Regions from separate parts of the Mus musculus genome. Here region 2 is linked to region 1. Evidence: chromatin contacts called from public HiChIP or PLAC-seq data. All regions are on one chromosome and are shown on one strand. The core of a region is the stretch at or near the end of the contact, and the rest is flanking DNA. Distances in the headings are between cores, read along the strand shown.

The links. HiChIP or PLAC-seq counts read pairs in DNA pulled down with a chosen protein or histone mark.
Region 2: an HNF4G HiChIP or PLAC-seq map of pancreatic cancer cells shows a contact between it and region 1. The contact joins the enhancer-like site here to the promoter of Serpinh1 in region 1. A contact is called at or near these places in 2 of 39 promoter capture datasets (hematopoietic stem and progenitor cells and pre-B cells), 2 of 484 Hi-C or Micro-C datasets (the G1E-ER4 cell line and rod photoreceptor), 4 of 115 datasets of contacts at active chromatin or transcription factors (embryonic stem cells, microglia and pancreatic cancer cells) and 3 of 9 other capture datasets (adipose tissue, liver and pancreatic islet).

Annotation. Positions count from the first base shown.
Region 1 is chr7:99,350,764-99,355,369 of GRCm38.p6, reverse strand. It overlaps Serpinh1 (serine (or cysteine) peptidase inhibitor, clade H, member 1), which reads left to right and starts at 2,131. Exons shown (of 5, transcript NM_001111044.1): 1 at 2,131-2,317.
Region 2 is chr7:99,426,345-99,430,853 of GRCm38.p6, reverse strand. All of the region lies in intron 4 of Gdpd5 (glycerophosphodiester phosphodiesterase domain containing 5), which reads right to left. Among named protein-coding and RNA genes, the nearest start is that of Klhl35, 37 kb to the left of the region's middle. Within about 2 kb of position 1,848, at least 77 of the 459 cell types and tissues checked have an H3K27ac peak or open chromatin away from gene starts, as enhancers often do. A contact at or near this core is called in pancreatic cancer cells and rod photoreceptor, where this site is marked.

The sequences.
Region 1 (4,606 bases), core at 882-3,381:
GGAGCCTCAGTTTACCCTCTGCAAAACAGGAAAGTCATAGTTCTCTTAGCATCCCCTCCCAGTGCTAGCCCGGATGCTTTCAATGGAGGCCTGGATGCTGGCAGATGGGAGAGCAGAGCGAAGTGGGGGTGGGGCTGTAAGGGATTTTTACACTAGACCTGTGGATAACCCAGCAAACCTCCACACCACCACCACCCCCAGCTTGGATGCACACTGCTCCTTCAGCTCACAGCCTACCAACTGAATTCCAGAAGACCCCAAGAGCCAAGACGAGGATGATAATAGAAAGGGGGTCTGGAATCTAGGTGGAATCCTTTCCTAGCAAAGATTTATTCACATAAGCAGTACATAGAGGATGCAGGAGGACGGGAAGGAGAATCAGCCACCACAAAGATGGATACCGCCCTCCTTTTGCCTACAAAGTTTGCTCAAGATCAGATCTGTTCTACAAAACAATAGCGGCTGCCAGGTCACTGTTCTTAGAGAGAGGCAGGCCCTTGCCTTTGGGGGACATTCATAAGGATACTAAGTTTGCAGATAGGGACGAAGTCCTAAGCGTTTACCTTAGGTTTACCTTGACCCAGTGTCTCCAGCATCCTGGGCCATCAGGCATGTGACGCTAGGCCTGGTACCATGATTTTTTTTTTCTTCTTCTCAAGACCTTTGACTCTGAGATCCTACCAAGCTAAGATTCCTTCACGAAGTTCAAAGACGTTGTGGGGCTTCTGAATGATATTATCATCTGTGGCAGTCACTTGCAAATCCGTATACTCTCTGATCCTTTGATTGGGGTCTAAGTCTATTAGGATCTAATATTTCCCTCAGCCCGAAGTGGGGAAGGCTGGGGGTCCATTCCCTCCCCCACTGTTCTCTATAACTGCAGAGAACTCATCTTTTGGGATGCTGAGTGCAAGGATACATCTGTTCCACAGGCTCTGCATCTGGGAGAAAGAAAATACTTATGAGTCTGTTGATTGAATGTGAGTGAATGCATACAGGGTCTCTCTGGGGCTGGGGCTGGGGCTCAGTGGCAGGATGCTTTCTTTCCTGGTTTTCCTGAGGATCTGGGTTCCAGCCCCAGTGCACTGAAAAGAGGGGGAAAAGCCTCTCACTCCACCTCCTCTCTAGTGATGTCCATCTGTTGTCTGTCATTCCACTATCAGAAGATAGGAGGATCCTAAAACAACAGGCCTCACCTACTGAATTCCCCACTAGCTGCACACACCCCTCACAAAGGAGGTCCTGAAGGCAGGGACTTTGCCCAGTTGTGCAGATTTGTGCATGACACTAGAATAGTAAAGAATACTATCAGTTAACTCAGGGCTCAAGAAGCTATCTCAGTGTAAGAGGTGGGGTGGGGCGGGAGAGCCTGAGATAGTGAGACCCTGAGCCCCAAGAGGCAATGGAGATAGGGAGGGAGGGAAGGAGATAGCAGGGATGACCCATTTGAGACGGAGAAAGGGGCAGTTAGGACTTAACATCAACCAAGGGTACTGGCCCAGAAGGAAAGTCACACAATGCTGTATTTAATTCATCCAGGATGTTCCCTGCTGTATACTACTTCATGTCCAGTGGAACCACCTAGGTGTCTGTCTGAAATCAGTTCAAGACTTGGTTGCCAGGGTGAGGGTCCAGCTAGAATTCTCAGGGCCTCTCCTCCCCAGGGATGTTTCAAGGGTGAACCCTGGTTTGGAGAGGGACCCCTGCCTCTGACTTTTTCCTAAGGCAAAGGAGAGGGCCCCTGACTAAGGAGTAGCATCAGGGGTCCCTGATTAAAGCTTGATAACAGTAGGCAATGGATCTACTGGGGCAGAGCAGGGTCATGTGGGGCAGAAGGGATATGTGATCAGAGCAGGCTTGTGTGGGCAACCCCGAGAAGACGACAACTCCAGTCCCCGAGCGCAGGACTTTGGAGCCTGTCTGCCTTCAGTTCACTCTCGAGTCTAAACCCTGCTTTTCCACGTCCAGGACCGCGGAATCCCAAGAATGCCCTGGCTCCCAAGGTCTAGCTGGTGCGGGAGGAGAGTCCCCTCTACCTAGTAGGGCGAGGGGGCAGTAGGACCCAGGGGCTGGGAGAGAGCCCGCAGGCACAGGGGCGGGAGCCAGGGTGGTTTGGGGGAGGTCTTTGGCTTTTTTTCTCCTCTCCGAGCCACGGCGCCCTCCGGAAGCGTTTCCAACTTTCCAGAAGTTTCTTGGGACAGGCAGGAGGGGGTGGGGCCAGCCATATATAGATCCAGGGCCCGGGGCAGTGAGCTGAGCAGAGCCTGTCTGAGGAGCGATTGCCCTGTCGGTCCCGGAGCAGCCCAGCCCGGCCCAGGTGAGGGGCGGGAGCGGCCGGGCGATTTGGGGTTGCGCATTGGCCAAGGGGGAACGGATCGCTCCAAAGCTTGGGGTCCTGACACAGGTGGGCAGTGAAAGATCGGACTTGGAACTGTCACTTGCCTGGGTTCCCTGGAGCTGCGGTCTAGTACGCGGACTGCCTGGTAAAGTACGGAGAAGTCTCAGCTCGGGGAAGGTTAAAGGTGGTGAGAGGGAATGCGTAGAGCTGGGACTAAATGCTGGTGACCTTCTGCACAACTGAGAGGGGAGGGGAAAGACCTGACTGTCCCATCGTCCACGGGGAAGGGCCAGCTCTGCAGTCCCTAACTCAGGAGTGGAGGCCCAGGGACCCGCAGTGATTGATCCCAGACCAACCTCCCCACAGGCTGTGTAGGGGCCTCTGAACCTAGCACAAGAGGTGTAGACTTGGTGTCTCATCTCTAGCTGTTAAGGACCCCCTTGCTTTGGGGAGCAGTCGCTTTTTAATCAGTATCCTATGTGGAAGGTGGCCGGACTTGACCAATTAGTTCTGCTTTCACCTCACCCGAAAGGGGTGTCGTCAGGGTCCACAGGCCCTGGGTGACTTGAGTCACCCTGGTCCTTCCGTCCACCCATCTGGTTCCTGCAGGGCGAGGACTTCCTCTGAGGCTTTGAGGTATCCTGCCTCCAGCTTGGGGGACATTCCTGAGCCTCCAGACGAAAGGAAGAAGGCATCCATTCCCTGTATGGTCTAACGGCCTAGCTATCAACTTCCTGTGCTTCCTTCTGGGCCCTTTGGCATCCAGGGCACGCATGGAGGCCCTTGGAAAACTGGGGGCTTTGGTTGCCTGGAAGTAAGGCCGAGGCCACACCCTACTCTCTGATAGTTCTGTACCCATCCCCCATTTCCGTCTGGTCCTTTGTCTCTCTCCGAGGATTCCCTGCCGAGGTGTTTTTGTAGTGGGTTGCTGTGTAACAGGACTCCACAGTGGTCGGCCTGGGAGCTTTGCTGAAGGCAGAGCCCCCGGGAGAAAGCCTGACCTGCTTGAGCCGAAGAGGCCCAAGCTGGGCCCTGGTTTCTGCCTCTGCAAAAGAGGTCATCCACCTCCTTACTCCGGGTACCCACTGGGGACTGGGCCCGACCGGCCTCTGCTCCCCACGTCTCTAGGGGTTCCCATTTCTTCACTCTTCTGTTTTCTTTCAGAATGAAAAAGGCAGGCAATGATCTCCCTCTGAGGCCCTTTCAAGGTACTTTAGACCCACCAAGTGTCTGAGAAACCCCCTGGTGCTCCTCCCTGCCTCCTGGCATCTGCTCCCCTTACAGGCTTCCCATCACAGGCTCCCTGGCCCAGTGGTGGACACGGCCTTTGGCTCTGTGATATCTTATATTTTTTTGGTTTTGTTTTGATGGTACTGTAAAATGTCTAACCTTGGCCGGAGGGCTGGCGTTTCCCTGTGGCAGATGGGCTGGGCTTGCCTGTGCAGATGGGCTGCGGGAGGTTGGCTTGCTTGCAGAGACTTGCCTACTTTCATCCCTAATGCTGGGCTTAACGGGGTGGCCCTTCTCCCCAGCCCTGCCTGCCCCCTCAGATTTTTGAGGCACAGTTGTAAAACTAAAACCCCTGAGGCTCCTGGATTCCCCCGGCAAATCCTCCTCACCCCAGGTTCCCAAGCCAGGCCTCCAGGTTCTTACCCTCGGCTGGCCTATGGAGATAAAGCAGCTTTTGCCTGCCACGTCACCAGGGGCCTTGCGGCTGCCAGAGGAATCCCTAACTAGTCATTTGGAGCTTTTTGGAGAAGCCCCTCCCAGCCCCTGGTTGGCTGAGCGTGGGGGCTGTCAAGATGGTGGGTGCCACGTGGCAGGGTTAGGTTTCCCTTCCTTAGGCAGGCTGGTGGCCTCTGCTGGATTAGTGGTCCTTTGAGGAGGGTGGCCACGTGCCTGTTGATATGATATTTCCCATCATGGATCATTTCACTGCTTCACTCTCATTTGTGAGTGTACCATGAGTTACATGGTCCCCCTGTCTTTGAGGTCTAGTGAGGAAGGAGCCAATCTGGACTTGCGGATCCTACCTCTCTTAAGAGTGAGAGGTCTCACATTGTTCCCCAGGCAGCTGTGAGGCTGTGGTGCCCATCCCCTCGCCCCCTCCATGAGGCTGTGGTCCTCATTCCCTCATCCCCTCCATGAGGCCGTGGTCCTCCATCCCCTCAACCCCTCCAGGGCCTTTGCGCTGTTTCTCAAGGTCCCTAGATGGGAAGCAGCCGAGGAGGTATGGGAGCAGCCCGACCCAGCTATATAGGTTCCTCT
Region 2 (4,509 bases), core at 599-3,098, 76 kb before region 1:
GTCAGAGGATAATTTTGTCAGTGGCTTTCTCCTCGGATTCAAGGTTGCCAGGCTCGGATGACAAGTGCTTGTACCTGGCGGGTGTCTGTCTCATCCACCTCCTGTCATCTTTTTAAGCTAAGGCTGATTCTGAACCCCTGGTCCTCCTGACTCTACCTCCCACGTGCTGGGACTCCATGGTGTTAGAAGTCTCATCATCAAGTTCGTCAGGCTGGCACATCACATGCCAGGCAAGCACTCTGCCTACGGAGCTACACCTCAGACCCCCAATTTAAACTTTCCCATCGTCGGGTCTCTCCCCTTTAACTTTCTTTAGCGCCGCCTCTGTGCTTGAGGAAAGCGGCTGAGCGCAGACACTACACTTAAGTCGTTGTTACAGTGGGGAATGCATAGCCTCACCTTCAGCTCTGAGTCCCACCCATCCTTCTGCACAGCAGTACCCCGCCCAAGAGGGTCTCCAGAGCCTGCCCAGAGCACAGCGCCCTGAGCACCTTTCAATTTACATCTTTCCAGACTGCCTGACTTCTTCAACAAATTTCTCCATGCTTTCTAAACAGAAGAAACGTTTAAGAATAGGCAAAGTACATTTCAATCTATCTGAAATTCTTTCCCGTGTGTGACTCTGCCTTGAACAGGCTTTCTTTCGGCTTTGCTGCCCCAGTGCCTCGTGTGCTTCAGCTCTGCTTGGGAGTCCCAGAGCCATGCGCATCCAGTGACACTCCTGTCCCATGCTCAACTCACTGGCCCATGCTCAATTCCTGTCCCATGCTCAACTCCAAATAAGGGAGGTGGGAGGAGTGTAGGCTGGGAAGGGGGCAGGAGTTCCTGGGAGGCAGAGATGGGCATGCCCTGGCAGGATTACCTGGCTCTGGCCCAGGAGATTTGGGGGAGGGGCAACCGGGCAGGGCTGAGATAGATGGTAGCATTAGGCCGAGTTGGGAGGGGATTATTAGAATCCCACAGCCAGCCAGTTCCTGGCAGCCTAAGCGGATGGATTTATTTCTCCAGGCTACAGAAGGCTGGGCAATTAGGCCTCTGTCTGTCCTCGCTTCTGCCAGGGCACCCGCAGAGCAGCTCATTAGGTGGGAGTAAGGGATCAGGCCCAACTCGAAACTCCTCTTTTCTCAGCCACCCTTCAGGCACAGCCGAGCTGGACAACCCTGGGGATGACCCACTGAGCACCCCTTAGGCCGTGCTGGGATACTTCACATACCATCCCTAAGGGATGGTCCAGCCTCTACCTACTCAGGCCCAGGAGCTGCCAGCTCTGTTCCCAAAGGAGATGAAAGATGTCAGGAGGTCCTCTCCTGGTCTCTTCCTCACTCCACACTACTGTGGAAGTAAAGGATGAGGCCCAGGGGACCATTCCTAACCCTCCAGGGTCTGTCCCTGGAGCCACCGAAAGGTGCATGCCATTTTGGGACGTCTGTAGGAAGGGGACACTTTTTTCAAGGTTGGAGCAGGGTCTCTTCTTACATGAACAGGAGGCGCATGGGTACCTACCACCTAATATCCCATTTAACTGGCAAGCAAGCCGAGGCTGAGAGGCCTGGAGCTTGCCTGAGAGCCTGGGCAGTATCAAAAGTAGAGTTAGAGATACAGAGGCCTGGCCAGCACTGCCCGTTTGTGTGTAGCTGAGTCTAACCATATCCTGGAATCTGCTTTAAGGGGCTTCATCACCAAGCCAACCCTGCGGTCTTTCTTCCCCTACAAAAACCCATCCAAGACTCAAACCACAGGCTGCCAGGACAGGAAGCCGGGAAATCCCCCTTCTTGTCCACCTGTAGAACAAGCCAATCTCAGCTTCAAGGGTGGCCTGGGAAGACCCGAGGGTTGAGTCAGCATCCTCTCTTGCTAACCACAGCCAGAACCCTGAGAGACAGGACCGGAATACAGCAGGCCCTTTATCACATAGGTTCATCTTCCTTCTCCAGACCCCAACACTCAAGAGTTTAGAGGTCCCACCCCAGCAGTGGTCAGCAAGATGCTAGACAGACACACCCCCAGGCAACTTCTTCAGTCACTGTGCACTCTCCACGCCATTGTCCGTCCTGCATTCCTCTTAGCACACCTTGCCAAGCCTGAGCCAGGCCTTGAGTCCACTGGGAGGCCCAGAAAATCCCAGTCCTTAAGGCTAGCACTAGGCCAAAGTGTTGTGGTTGTGAGAACCACAGGACAAGGAAGGAGAGTGATGCCTCGTTTGGTGGAAAGACCTGAGTTAGGTGAAGAGAGAGAGGCGGGGGTTGGACAATGGGAGCCATACCTCTGTGGTGAGAGGATGAGGTGCCCAGGATACGGAGAAGCCAATTGGCTTGGCATGGTCAGCATGGCTTGTGTGGAAGGGAGGGGAGGGAGAGAGGCAGCAGACACTCATGGCAAGAGAAGCACTCATCCACCCCAGGAGGGAGGCCCCTGGGGCTGAGGACACAGACTTGTCTGTCTATCCCAAAGCCTCCCTCATGCCCTTACAGCACAGTCTGCCATCTCTAGAGTGGCCTCCAGCTTCCCAGACTTTGGCTTGAGAGGGACTCTTTCCAGGGCTCTGCCCGAGTCAGCCTATGATTGGACCTTCTCGGTGTCTGTGACATCCCTCCCCTGACCTACACCTTTGCACATGTGCATGTGTGTATGAGCACACATGTGTGTACACGTCACCTCCCCAAACTCTTCTGGCTGTCTAGCTTTCCTTTCAAGGGCTGTTGGGGTACTCTGCATAATTTAACATCTGGGGCCTTTGCATAGCTTGGCCCAAGGCTAAGGCCTAGGTTGCTCAGTACAGCTGCAGGCTCAGGCCTCCCAGGTAGCCTATTTTTTCTTCCCCAGATGAAGTGCAATGATTTTTAGCTCCCAGATACAAGTCAGTAGCAACAGGCACCCTGCTCCATACACTTACTACCCACTCCCACCCAGCATTCCCTGGGCCTGGCTTTGATTTCCCTGGGTGTCTATTCATATCTGTCCCCTGATCTTTACCAGCCTGGGTTCTCTTTCAAGGGAGGAGAGAACCAGGTCAGACACAACTGTGATCTGTGAGCATGTACCAGAATAGGTTTGTTGATTGAATACATAAGTGCCTGGCACATTGGAGGGTGGAAGGGGAGAAGACACAGGCTGGAGGCGTGATTGGGACAGGGGTGGGGGGCGCACACACTGTGCCAATGGCCCCTCAGTATGAATCAATCACTCTTCTTGGAGCCCCATTTACAAGCTAGGAGGATCAATTAAGGTCCTAACAAGCTTTTAAAAGCAAGTATAGTACAGGCGTGCAAGACAGCTGATTAACATACTCGGCTTGTTGCTGTCTGGCTGGGAAGTTCCTCCAGGCCTCTGACCTAAATCCCTCTCAGTATGGAAGTTGGTTTTGACACTGCTGCCTTCAGGGGACCTAGGGACTTGTTGGGGGGGGGGGTGGCGGTGTTGCCAGAGGTAGGAGAGCTAGGGACAACCAGAACAGTACTGTGTCACTGAGTCCTTAATTGGCAGTATTAAAGTAATGACTCAAAAACAACAGCCAATTAATTATCCCCAGTTATAAAAAGCTCTGCTTCCCTTCCTTGCTGTCGGGTGAGACTCCCTCAGCCTTGCTGCGCCACACCCTCAGCCAGGGGCAGGAGAAGCCAGTCCATCTCCGAGCTTCCAGCTTCCCGCTTCCATATGCTGCGCCCTGTGAACAAAAGCTTTAGGAATGGTACCGAGGCCGCCGTGGGTGGGCAGAGCGTGGCCTACATGGAAGAGTCCTTTTCCAAGCTCTGTGATCTTGCTCATCCCCAGGGCCTGCTTGGAAGCCAGCCTGGCCTGACGAGACTGCCACTGGGGATCCCTGCCTGGCATCAGAGGACAACCCTGCCTCGCCCCAGACCCCACTCCTCAGTCACAACTTCCTGACTCTGCTCCTGGCCCCATTCTCCTTGAGCTCCTATTAGTTATCCATGCACCAATGTAAGCCATCTTGCTGCAGCCTCCAGCCCCCAGCAACTGTGGCTGCAGACCTGTCCTGACCTCCTGCACAGCTGCCCTGCATCTGAATGTCTCCGTCTGTGAAATGGGTGCACAGTTAAATGTGTGCACAGCAGGGGTTGTTGGAACAATTAACCAAGCATTGTTTGTAAATAATTTGCTCCCTGCATACAGTGGGTGCTCAATAATGTTACCTCTTGCCATGACTATCTGCCTTAACTCCTAGCTCCAGGATGAGAGGGGCACGGCTCATCCATGCACTGCCTCCCATTGCACAGGTGAGATACGGAGTGGGGGGAACCCTTGTAGAGGCCTCTCTGCCCTATTCCTGAGTTAGTGATAGCCTCTACTTGCCCTGCAGATTGTACCTGTAGCCCCAGTAGCCCCCGTTCCTCACAGGCTGCTTTTGGTTTGTTTTGAGGCCAGGCCTCCAGTAACTCAGGCTAGTTGGAACTCTCCTAGTGACTGAGGGTGACCTTGAACTTCTGATCCTCCCGCTTCTACTCCCAAGTAGTAGGAGCACGCACACAAGCTGTGTACCCCTATGCCTGG